Linked DNA regions of Ovis aries: region 2 is linked to region 1. The links are chromatin contacts, called in public Hi-C maps. All regions are on one chromosome and are shown on one strand. Each heading gives the region's core, a stretch centred on a gene start, on an enhancer-like site or on the middle of the called end of the contact. The rest is flanking DNA. Distances are from core to core; before and after follow the strand shown. Region 1 holds the start of DUSP7 (dual specificity phosphatase 7). Region 2 holds the start of ABHD14B (abhydrolase domain containing 14B).

The links. Hi-C and Micro-C count contacts between places; a contact is called where the count stands out from the background.
Region 2: a Hi-C map of skin fibroblasts shows a contact between it and region 1, with 2.1 times the contacts expected there. The contact joins the promoter of ABHD14B here to the promoter of DUSP7 in region 1. A contact is called at or near these places in 2 of 16 Hi-C or Micro-C datasets (blood and skin fibroblasts).

Annotation. Positions count from the first base shown.
Region 1 is chr19:48,894,047-48,899,853 of ARS-UI_Ramb_v3.0, reverse strand. It overlaps DUSP7 (dual specificity phosphatase 7), which reads right to left and starts at 2,580. Exons shown (of 3, transcript XM_027957564.3): 1 at 1,867-2,580; 2 at 1-406. The coding sequence starts at 2,383. LOC121817246 (a long non-coding RNA gene) reads left to right here and starts at 3,489. Exons shown (of 3, transcript XR_009597514.1): 1 at 3,489-5,807.
Region 2 is chr19:49,030,876-49,036,682 of ARS-UI_Ramb_v3.0, reverse strand. It overlaps ABHD14B (abhydrolase domain containing 14B), which reads right to left and starts at 2,152. Exons shown (of 4, transcript XM_004018416.5): 1 at 2,112-2,152; 2 at 988-1,319. The coding sequence starts at 1,198. It overlaps ABHD14A (abhydrolase domain containing 14A), which reads left to right. Exons shown (of 6, transcript XM_027957573.3): 2 at 1,696-1,965; 3 at 5,653-5,807. The coding sequence starts at 1,711.

The sequences.
Region 1 (5,807 bases), core at 1,331-3,830:
TGGGAGAGGTTCTGGCTCCAGTGGTCAGAGATGGGGATCTGCTTGTAGGTGAACTCGCCCCCGTGCTCAAAGGCGTTGGGCAGGTTGGGCGTGACGTTGAGGATATACTTGATGCCGTACTTGCCGAGCACGTCCAGGTTGGTGGAGTCCTTGGCACAGCCGAGGTAGAGGTAGGGCAAGATCTGAACAGGGAAGGCCGGCTGGCTGGGCGGCGCGGGGCTGCCGTCCGACTCGGTGGCGCTGCTGGGCAGCTCTCGGTCTGACTCCCCGTCCGAGCAGTCGGAGCTGATGCGCAGCCCCCCCAAGCCCAGCACCGCGGCGGGCGGCGAGCCGCTGGGCGAGGACGCGCCGTCCACGGTGGTCTCGCAGTGCTCCGAGTATTCTGTCTGGAACTTGTTGAAGCCACCTGTGGCCCCGGGCGGGGGGTAGGGGTGGACAGGGCCCGCGTGAGGCCGACAGGGCCACTGGCCAGTGTCCCCAAACAGGGCTCTCCACAGCAAGGGCCCGCCACCAGCAACGGGCAACACAGGCAGTGCAGAGTATTTACACATGTGCCCTCTCTCCCGCTTTCTCATCTGTCCTGTGGCCCACTTTACAGATGGGGAAACTGAGACCCCAAGTGGTACAGTAACATGCCTGAGCACCATACCCTAACCCATAGGGCCTCAGGGCGCCAGCCACACCACTGACTTTAGGGCACTCGAGGACAGAATCCAGCCCATGCCTCTTCCACAGCTCCCCTGCATCAGGCACCCATGGGTGCTCAGTAATTGCTAAGCAGTAAAGGAAAGCAAACAACCCCATCTCAGGCCAATACCTCTGGGTTTGCAAACCCTCTTACAGAAGAGATCACAGGCCAGAGCTGCATCTGGGTCAGCTCGAGGCAGAGGGCCTGGGCCTTCGACTGGGAATCCGGCGCTTGCCCCCACTCCCCACCACTGCCAGGGAGGGTAGTGAAGGTATCAGCTGGTTCTGTCCCCCAGCAGGAGCAAGTTCATAAAAGGGGTCCTGGCTCCTCTTCTCCATAACCCACCTTAGAACTCAAGGTACCCCGACCCTGGCCTTGGACCCACAGAAGGGGAGGCTGCTGGGGGCTATACAGGGACAAGAAATGGGGAGCGCGCTGCAGCTAAGCATGGGCCCTGCGCCCGAGGGTGCCGCAGGCCTCCCCTCCCCTCCCGTCTGCCCGCCCCGCTGCCAGCAAGAGGCCATTTTGGAATGTTAATTGGAAACACCGGCTGCAGTCACTCGCCTCCCAGGGCTGCCTCCCCCTTCCACCACCTCTGGGGTGGCTGGCCAAGGACTTGGGGGTCTCGGAAAACCAAAGCTGGGGCAAGGGACACTCCTTACAGCCCTGCCCCAAGCACTTCCAAGAGGTGGCGATTCCCCAGTGACAAGCCCCACATGGGGATCCTCCGAGTCCCCCAAACTCTCCCTCTGCCCTGGCAGGGCTGAGGGTGGTGATTAAAGGTTCCTGTCCTAACTCTGGCCTTCCAGGGACACCCATTCCAGGCTGGAGGAGCTGAACTGGTGCCCAGGAGGGCACCCTCCCTCCTTTGCCGGGCTTCAGGGGGGAACCTGGGAGCTACCATGGCCCCAACAATGGGGAAAAAAGGAAAGCCCAAGTGGGGAAAAGTTTGTTCAGACCACTCGGATCATGCCCGGAAAGGGACGTAGAGGGGGCTACTGTACCAGCCTACACCCGCACAGCTTGGGCAGGGAGCCCTGGAGGGGAGGATGCGAGCGGGGGAGACGTGGCGCCGGCTGGACAGGCCGGGCACGGGGAGAGAAAGCCGCCTCCGTCGGGGGCATCCGGGAGCCACGGGAGCGCCCCAATTCCAGACTGGGTCTCGCTGCCGCCCTTACCTTGGAGGTAGTAGGCCTGGCAGCCGTCGTCGCGCAGCTTTTGCAGGAGAAGGCCAAGCACCGAGGCGGGAGCGCCGGGCTCTGGCTGCCATTCGGCCGTGGCCTCGTCGTAGAGCAGCACGGTGGCCGCCTTGCAGCGCGTAGCGAAACGCTCCTTGTCGGCGTGGTTGGGGATGATGGAGCGAATGGGCAGGTTGCCTTTGCGGAGGCGGCGCAGCATGAGACCCGGGATGGCCAGGTTGATGGCCGTCTCGATGTGTGACGACTCGAAGAGCTCGTGCGGCCGGCAGTCGAGCAGCAGCAGGGACGCGCCGCCGCGCGCCTCCAGCTCCTCCTGCAGCCACTCGGCGCTCTTGCAGGGCATGGCCCCTGCGCCCGCCGCCGCGCCTGCCCCGGTGCCGGCGCCAGATCCAGATCCCGCACCGGGCTCCGACCCCGCCCCGGTGTCCCCAGACGCCGACGCCCCCGAGGCCGACATGTGCGCCCGCGCTGGGGGGCCGCGGAGCTGGTTTTTCATGGGGAGCGCGGGCGGCCCGGGGCCGGGGCCGGGCAGCCCTGCCCTGGGACGGCGCCCCGGCCGCGCGGGCCCCAGCCGCGTCTCCGGGCGCCCGCCTCCCGCCGAGCTGCTCGCCCGCCGCCCCGGCCTCCCGGCCTCCCGGCCTCCGTCCCGCCCGGCCCTCCGCGCGCTCCGCGGCCTGACAGCCCCAATTAAACAGCGTCTCAGGCGGCCGCGCGCCCAGGCGTCCTCGAGGGGGGCGGGGCCGCGCCGCGGCTCCCGAGCTTAAAGGCGCCGCTGCTCCGCCGCCCCTCCCCACGGGGTCTGTGGGCACGCGAGCGGTGCCCTAAGCCCGGAGACCAGCCCCCTGGCCTTCGCTCGGCCTCAGCGCTGCCGCTCAGAACCCACTAAAACTCTCCCAGAGGCCCAACCAAGACACTCCTGGGTCCTATCCCGGAGCTCCCAGTTCTGTGCCTGTCCCAAGAGCTGTCCTCGGGGGACCCGCTCCAGGGATCCTCTCCCCTACATTCCCGCAGTCTCCCGGGGATGGAGCGGAGGAAAGGGGCTATCAAGCTGAGCCGAAGTCCTGTCGACTCCACTGATTCATGAACAACTCCCAGCGAGTTCAGCACACGGGAACTGAACACCTACTCCGTGCCATTCCCTGGGCACCTAGGCTGTCACCGTTTCAGGCGGCTGCACAGTCCTAAAGAGGGCTCTGCGTTTGGAGACCTGAGGGGTCGTCTCACTCCAGCAGGTCCGAGGGGGAAAGCAGGACTAGGCAGCTAAGAAGGTAGGAAGGCCCAGGGCCGTGCCACCCTCCGCGGGCTAGATTGTAGAAATCCCCAAAAGGACCGGCCCTGGGAAGAGACAGCGGGACCTTTAAGAAAGCTTTACAAGCGGAGTGGTGACAGGCGCGGAGTGAAGCGCCACGTGACTTTTCCACAGGACCGGGGTGGGAGGGAGGGGGCCCCCTCTGTAATCTGCTCTCCTCCCACCTTTCCTAACTGTCGAATCAACTTTAATGACAGGCGGGACGCACCACGCAGAGCGCCAATCGCAGCCGAAGGAGCGGGGCAGAGGGAAGGCGGGGCCCGCCAAAAGTTCCACCCAGCGCGGGCTGGGCGGGGCCTCAGCGGCACTGGCTGCGGGTGGCAGGCTGGCTGGCTCCGCGGAGGAGGTGAATGGAGCCGCAGGTAGCCCTGGAACAAAGCGGCTCCACTAGCGCGGCGCGCGTGCGCGGGGCCTGCCGCGCTTCCCCTAAGGAGTCAGGGCTGTCTGCGCTGGGGAGTCCGTCCCTGGCTGATCCTGCAGTCCGTCCGGTCCGTTCCCTGCCCGGCGGAGTGCGCCCACATCCTTGGGGCTTACCCCCTCCCACTCTGCCCGAGGCTGGGCGGCTCCCCGCCACCCTGCCTCTACATCCTGGAGGGAATCAGGGTCAGAGATGAATGGCGGCGGTGCCTGAGATTTGCCAGAGTGCGTGCCTCTGGAACCTGCAGGAGTTGAGCTTTCTGACCAGGTAGAGGAGCGGCCCTGCGGCATTCCCCGCTACCCACCTCCCCACTAACGCCCTTTTGTCCTCGCGGAGGAGAGTCTACCAGGTTTCATCCCAACTGCAGGGCTGCGTGGCAGAGGAGCAGGGATCTCTTCCACGGTTACACTTCCGGAAAGACCAGAGTATTGCAGATATAGATGGTCCTAGCATCCGAGATGCCAGGCCCAGGGAGGTGATAGGAAAAGCTGGTCTCTGGCCTCCCACGCAGGCTTGTCCTAGGGTTGCTGGGCAGCGCCTTCTTGCCCGGGGATCCGGAACGCGTCGAAAGGGCTCGCCGAGCCTGAGGGGCTCAGATGCACACTCTGCTCTGCTGCTTGCTGATAAGTTGTGATGGTTCTCACCTCTCTGGGCCTCAGGTCTCCCCATGTGGGAGGGTGCTGGGCCCGACAGTACCCAAATAGTCCATCCCAAGGTAGTCCTGTTGCTGGTCGGCAGGGATGGAGACAGCGCTCAAACGAAGAGTCCTGGGATTGACTCCTCTGCGCTTCCAATGAAGGGGCAACAGGTGCCACCCCTTTGTCAGGGAACTAAGATCCCACATGCTGGGCTGTGCAGCCAATAGACAAAAAAGAGGTCTAAGCAGACACACATGGGAGAGGACCTCCTCGCTAATGAGCATTCCTCAGTGGGCTTGTTGGGAGCCTGTTGGAGTGTGGACTACAGCAGTGTTCTCATTAGAGGGGGCCCAACGGAGAGGGGCCTCTCTGTGCCCCTCCCAGGAGGGAGAGAGCCCCACCTTCCCACAAGTAGCTTGTGATGGCTCCCTATTCTCCCTCCCACTCCAGACTCCTCTCAGGGACAGCCACCCTGGAGGAGAAGCCTGTGACGACGCATGGAACTGGGAAGCCTCCCTGGGGGTGGGGGCCCCCTGCTGTAGTACAGGACAAGGGGCAGCATTTGGGGAGGGAGGAAGTACAGTGGAAGCAAATCAGCCTGGCCACCTGACGTCAGCCTGGTCCCGGCCCGGTCACCCTGGCTGGAGAAGAGCCCGAAGCCTTGGTTCCTGAGTGGAAGCCCTGCCTCCAGCCGTGAACAGCTGGGCACAGTGCACACAGTGGTCCCAGCAGGGCTGCCCCTGAGTGTTGGGGAAGGGGCGGTGGACAGACACAGAACCCTCTGATGCACATACAGGGCTCAGAGCCTGACAGGATCTTGCTTGGGGTCAGACTGCAGACGCCAGAGCTGCCCCTGCCCAGGGCCTTGCTCTACAACTGTGAGCCTCTCAGGGATCCTGGAAGAGGGGACCGGGTGGCCTGAGCCAGGCCTGGGATCAAAGGCATTCCTCCTCTTCAGGAATGTGGCCTTTCCTGCCCTTCCAGGTTCAGATCCTTGCTCACCTGCAGCCCCTGGAAGAGGTGCCCCACTCACTAGGGTCTCCTTGAAGGACAGGGTGGGTCCCTGGCGGTGAGTGGGGAGCTGTGGCTGGGTGTGGAGTTTTCTGCGGAACGGACCCCTCTCCCACATGCCTCAAGCCTTTGCACACACTTTCCTCAGCCTGGAGTTTTTGCACTCACTCTTTGTCCATCTTCTAGAAGAATATCCCAGCTTCTAGATTCTCTAGGCGAGGTGATCCCAGGACCCTGCCCCCATCTTTGCTCTGGACTCTATCACAGTCACAGTCACAGCCTCCCCCCCGCCCCACACTCCCCCTTTGTATGTCCAGCGGCCTGTCTCCCTTCCCAAGTCCACTCCTCCTGCCACCTCTATCTCAGCCCTCGTCCCTTAGTTGCCAGGCCTGAACCCCATAGACACATTTGGAGCCATATGCCCTGTCTGCACACATTCAGCCCCAGAACCACATGGTGGAGGGGCCTTCAGGTCAGTTCAATCGCTCAGTCGTGTCCGACTCTGCAATCCCATGGATCGCAACATGCAAGGCCTCCCTGTCCA
Region 2 (5,807 bases), core at 903-3,402, 140 kb before region 1:
GGCTCTGAAGCCCCACATGGCTGGATCCAAGTCCCGGTGATCCACTTACTATGTAACCCTGGGAAAGTGCCCTTAGCCCTCTCTCCGCTGTTCAGTTTCCCCACCTGGGAGGTAACAAAAGTATCTGCTGTTTGAGATTGTTGTGAAAATTAAGTGAGTTAACTGCTTCAGAGGCACCTGTCCCAGGGCTGGCAGGGTAAATGCCCTCCAGGACAGGGGACAAGGGGTGGTCTCTGCACACATATCTCCCCTGTGGTTAGTCAGTCCCTACCTTCTGCAGAAGGATTAGTTCATGGCCTTGGCTTGGAAGTTCGGCCCAACCCACTGTCAGAACCAATCCTGTCCCGTCCTGGAGGCCCGCCCTTGGGCACTGAAACCATACCAGCCATGACCAGAGATGGAAGGAGGTCGGCCATGCTGCCCCTTTCACACTTGGCACCGTGGGCTGGAGCCTGCCAGTTGAGGTTATGACTGGCAGTCTAGCGCTGCCCTTCCCTCCCTCGGGACCTAACTTAGGGCTTTGTAGGTGGGATCATGACCATGGGCTTAGCCACCCCCAAAGGTGCCAGTGGACACTTCTTAGGGCTTCCAACAGGGCTGGTGGTTACAGCTCTTTCAAAACATTTTACTTGCCATCTGCTGATTGCTAATTATTCTGTGTTACGTACTGGTCACATACTCACATGGAGCATCTCAGTCCTTTCCCATTAAAACCATCCTCCAGAATGGGTGTGGTTATCCCTCATTACAGATAAGGAAACAGGCTCAGAGACACTGAGACACTGCACCAGGCAACACAGATGCAGCTGAGTAGTGTCCAGACCACATCTGGATGGACTAGAGAAGCTTGAAGGCCCTGTAGTGTGCGCTCTGACCTGTCTAGCTCCGGGATCAGCCTGGCTACATCCCCCCAGTCCCCCAGCCCCGGGTGCCCAGTGAGGCCCCTACAACCCCTGTCCAGAAGCCTGCCCCCGCCCCCCGAGTTACCTGGCAGGTCAATGGCCACAGCCCGATAGCCAGCCTGGGCCAGCCTGTGCAGCGTGCCCAGGTTCTGCCAGGTTTCGGAGGAGAAGCGTATGCCATGCAGCAGCAGCACGGAGAAGCGGGCGGCCTGCCCACCACCGGGGAGAGCCTCTCGGAAGAAGAGGCTCTGGCCCTGCACCTGGATGGCGCCCTCGCGCTGCTCCACGCCCGCCATACCTGCTGCTGTGCTGGTGCCACAGAACGCCCTGCCCACGTGGAGCAGGGAGGCTGCCCTAGAGAGGGCAGGGGTCTCTCCTGTAGCAGCAAACGAGGCTCCCAGAACTCTAGGCGCACGCCTTGGGTGGGGAAAACATAGGTGTTATTTCTGCCTCTGCCACTGCCTAAGTGCCTTAGTCTCCTCATCTGAACTATGGGACGTGAACGTCCAGCTCAAGAATGTATGAGCTAAAAAAAAAACCAAACATAATTGAGTGGGCCTGCCTTTGGAAAGAACTCAATACATGGGGCTCCCATTACAATTATTGTTCCCATTGTTATTATCCTTTCCTACCTTTGGGGATAATACAATAGAACTTAGCTCCTAGGTGGTAGATAGGATTAAATGAAGCCAGGCGTGTAAAACACTCCCTGTGCCTAGCACACAGTAAGCATAGTAAATGTATCAACAGTAAGTAGCTGACTATTCTGCTTATCAGCCTTTTCCTCCTCCAGGAATTGCTATAGGTCATGGATTGGCACCGCAGTCCCAAAGGAGTCGGGGCTGGAGTGAAAAAAAAAAAAAAAAATCTATTTTCCGGAGCCGGAAACCGGAGCGCTGAGCGGGGAAAAGCTTTGGAGTTCCGGCCGACGAAGCCCGCGAGGTGCTCAGCGCGCTGCCCGCTGAGGCCCAACACACTGTCGCCGAGGCCAGGCACGCTCTCCGGCACCGCCACCTCTGGCGCTCTCCCCTCCGAGGACCTCGGCTGTGGATCGCAGGGTCTGGTAAGGTGCACGCAAAAGCCGAGGAGGGCAGACCCTAGTAAGGGGGCCTGGGGAGCCAAGATAAGAAGGGGAGAAACTTTGCGGTGGGTGGGGCTGGGGTCTAACTAGAGAAAGGAAGAAAGGGTCGGAGGGCGGAGGATAGGTACCTGGGGAGCTGCGCGAGGAGGCAGGCGAGAAGGCGGCGACTGGGGCCGGGGCGGGGAAGCAGGGAAGGGGCTGGTGCGGGGAAGGAGGGAGGTGGCCCGCCAGAGGGCGGGGGCTGGGCCGTGCTCCAGGGCGCCCGCTTGTGGCGGCAATCCGTCGCAGGGAGGTGGGTGCTGCTATGCTAGACCCATCTTCTCACAGGGTCTCGGTTTCCCCATGCCCCTCGACCCCATGTACCCCAGACTGGGTCGGACCCAGAGACCCTGAGCAACCTGCCCCAGGTGCATATGGTTTATCTTGACAAGAAGGGTTCCTTTGGGGTCTCATCGCTCCTGCTCCCTCCCCATCTCCCGCCCCCTCTCATCCCCTGACTGAGCTGCCCAAGCCCAGAGTTTTCAATCTGGAGCACAGCGGAAGCCAGACTGATTAGAGTGCGAAGTTTTGCCAATGTCTGGCCTTGATCGATTTCCCAACTGCCCTGAGCATATTTCCTTGCCTGTAGAGTGGGAGTGGTGCTGCCTGCTTCACAGAGTGCTAATGAGGGAATGCTGCCTGTTCCTCCCATCCTCCCTGTTCCAGGCCTGGCCACACAGGCTAGGGACAGGTCGGAGCTGGTCACATGTCACTAACCAGGATAGATGACTTATAGAGACATGAAGGAGCCTAGAGGCCACCAGGGCCCTGGCTGAGTGCATGCGTGTCTCTGCGTGTCTGTGTGTGTGTGTGTGTGTGTGTGTGTGTGTGTGTGTGTGTGTGTTTGCAGGGGTCAGGGAAGTGGCTGACCAGAGGCCCGGGGCTGCTTCAAAACAATACTAATATCTGGCAGTTACACAGTGAAGCTTCCATTCCAGACGTTAGGTCCTTAAGACAACCCTCTGCGGGTGACAACCCTTTGTCGGCCTAAAGACAACCCTTATCCTTAACCCTGCCATACAGACCGGAGACTAAGGGTGGAGTCACGCTGGTGGGAAGAAGTCGGGTGACTTCTCTTTAGGCCCCAGCTCTCAGGCCGAAAAACAACCTGGAAAATCTGGAGGGTGGGAAGTGGGGCCGGGCCTCTGTGCTTTGGGGGTGCCTCCCCCCAGTGTCCCTTGCAACTTGGCTGCCAGGCGCGGGACTGAGAGCGCGGACTGCGCAAGCGCACTGAGGCTCTCCGCCACCTAGTGACCGCAGCGGCCCACAGAGTGGTGGAAGCAGCGCCAGCCTCGCGGCGCCGTTTGACCGCTGGTTGCATCGGAGCAGAGCCCGCCCAGCGGTGGCGGGTCCAGTCATCCCGGTTGGCCCGGTAAGTGTCCCCGGCGAGTGAGGCCAGCAGGTTGCCCGGGGCGGCCACTCTTGCCCCGCCCCTTGCCCCTTGTCCCCGGAGCCTGGGGCAGAGTCCTGCCGGAGGGGCCGCGCTAGGGCAGCCAGTGTGCTTGTTTGTGTCCCTTTGTCACGTGTGTGCACCCGCTCAGTTGTTGGCAGTGTGTTCTTGTGGGCCTGGGGGATGTGTGTGTGTGATGTGTGTCCGTTTCTCTGTGTGCCTGCGCTGGGGGGCAGTATGTCAGTCTATCTGCCCGCTTGTGTCTGTGTATGTCTACTGTGTGGCTTTAAGGGTGTATATCTACCTGTATGTATGTGTATTTCTGAAGCTCTATGTTTGGGTGTCTGCCTGCCTGTACCTCCAAATACATGTTCTTGTGTACGTGTGTAGTTTTAGGATTGTGTGTATGACTGTGTGCTTGAGATATGAGGGTCTGCATATGGTTTTAAAAGCTTGTGTGTGTGTGTGTGTGTGTGTGTGTGTGTACCTGAGCGTCTGCCTTCCTGATAACTGATGTATGTGTGATTTTGAGGGTGTATTTCAAGGTATCGATTGTACACAGGCCCGTGCATGTGCAAGGAGGCTGTGTGTCCATGCAGGGACTAGCCTGTACAAAGGAAAAGTGTTTGGGGACAAGAGTTTGTGTGCATGTCTGTACAGCTGTGCGTTGAAACGGATGCCGAGGACCTCATGTGGGTACAGTGCCTCCCCTCCCCCTCTTCCATCTCTGTAGCATACTGTTGTTTATTGCCCCAGCTACCTGGGTTGCCATAGCAACGGCTGAAGTCCCATTCCTTCCTACCTGGAGAGGTGCCCCAGGCCCACCACAGGAGAGGTTCAGCATGGATACTCTGCTTGGTGGGAACCTAGGTTGATGTGTTGGATGCTTGCATCCGAGGCTGGTGGTGGGCAGAAAGAAGAGAGGAGTGTATTCTGCCTCCACGCAGCTCCTGGTTCTGCTCCAGAGGGGCTGCCACTGCCCAGTCACCACCTGACCCTGGAGACTGGGGCTGGGGGCTTGGGAAACATCCCCAAAACTTCTGGGAGAGGTGGGTAAGGTCCAAGGCGATTTCTCAGCTCCGATCTAGGGCCAGTGCCCAGCAGGCACTCAAATAAAGACATGTTCACTGGAATCCAGGAACAAGGATTCCTAGACCCAAAAAATGATGATAGGCTAGCCCTTGGTCAGGCCCCCTGTATTACTGAAACCTCATAGAAGGCTTGGGAGAGCAGCTGCAAGGTCATTTTCTCCATTTTACTGACAAACAAGGTACACAGCCAGGAATTGGCAGAGGAGTCTCAAAGTCAGGGCTGACTGCTCTGGGTGTGGGTCCTGAGACCTGTCTTCTGGGCTGGCAAAGACTCAGACTGGAGGAGTCCATGAAACAGGTCACTTGGCGTAAAAGCTGGGGGGTAGGAGGCATTTGTCGCTCCAGCCTCCTGCTGCCCTTTCCATTTGTAAGTGTGCCATGCTTCCTGCTAGCCCCATACTCAGGCCTAGGCACTTTCTCCATCAGGGATATTCTCCACGAGTTCTCTTCCCACTTAATATCATTTGGGGTAGAACATTAAATATTGCCATCACATTCTGATTTTAGCATTATTGGATACAGTCTGATAAACAGAACTGTTTGCAAACATGCCCTTAGTGGGACATTGCTTTGCCCTTTGCTCTTTCACCTTTGATGACCCTCACCCCTCCAACCACCAGTTCATCCATCACCTCCCAGCGCCAGTTTCCTTCCTGGCAAAGTTAGTGTGGCCTGGCAGTGGGAGGCCGGCCCTGGGCTCAAGCATCAGTTCTGCTACTTGCTACTCTGCACATCGGGCAAGAGAATCTACCTCTCTGAGCTTCAGTTTGCTCATTTATTAAGAAACCTATAATCATACCTGTTCCCTAGCATTCTTGTGTGGATTCATGAGTCATTACATGTGAAGAGCCTAGCACAGGGCTTGGCTGTCATAAGTCCTTGATGAGTGGAAGTGGTTTTAGCTGGCACAAGGATGGTGGTGGCCACTGATGCCAGGGGGACATCTCAGATGCTCCTCACACTTATGGGGTATCTGAGCCCTTACCCTGGCATGTGGAATACTTGGGTGTGAACCCGCAGACACTTGCCCAGAGCAGAGGAAAGGGCAAGGGCTGAGCTTTGCCTCTGCTGGAAACTCCTGGGTGGGATTTGAGGGGGTTTTATGGGGACTCAGCTCTACCCTCTTCTCCATCTCCTCTTCTCCTCCAGACTGTGGTACAGACCTCCATGAGCCGGTCCCAGGTTGCCCTGCTGGGCCTGGGCCTGGGCCTGCTGTTCATGCTGCTGCTATATGTGGGGCTGCCAGGACCCCCTGAGCAGACCTCCTGGCTCTGGGGAGACTCCAATGTCACGATCCTGGCTGG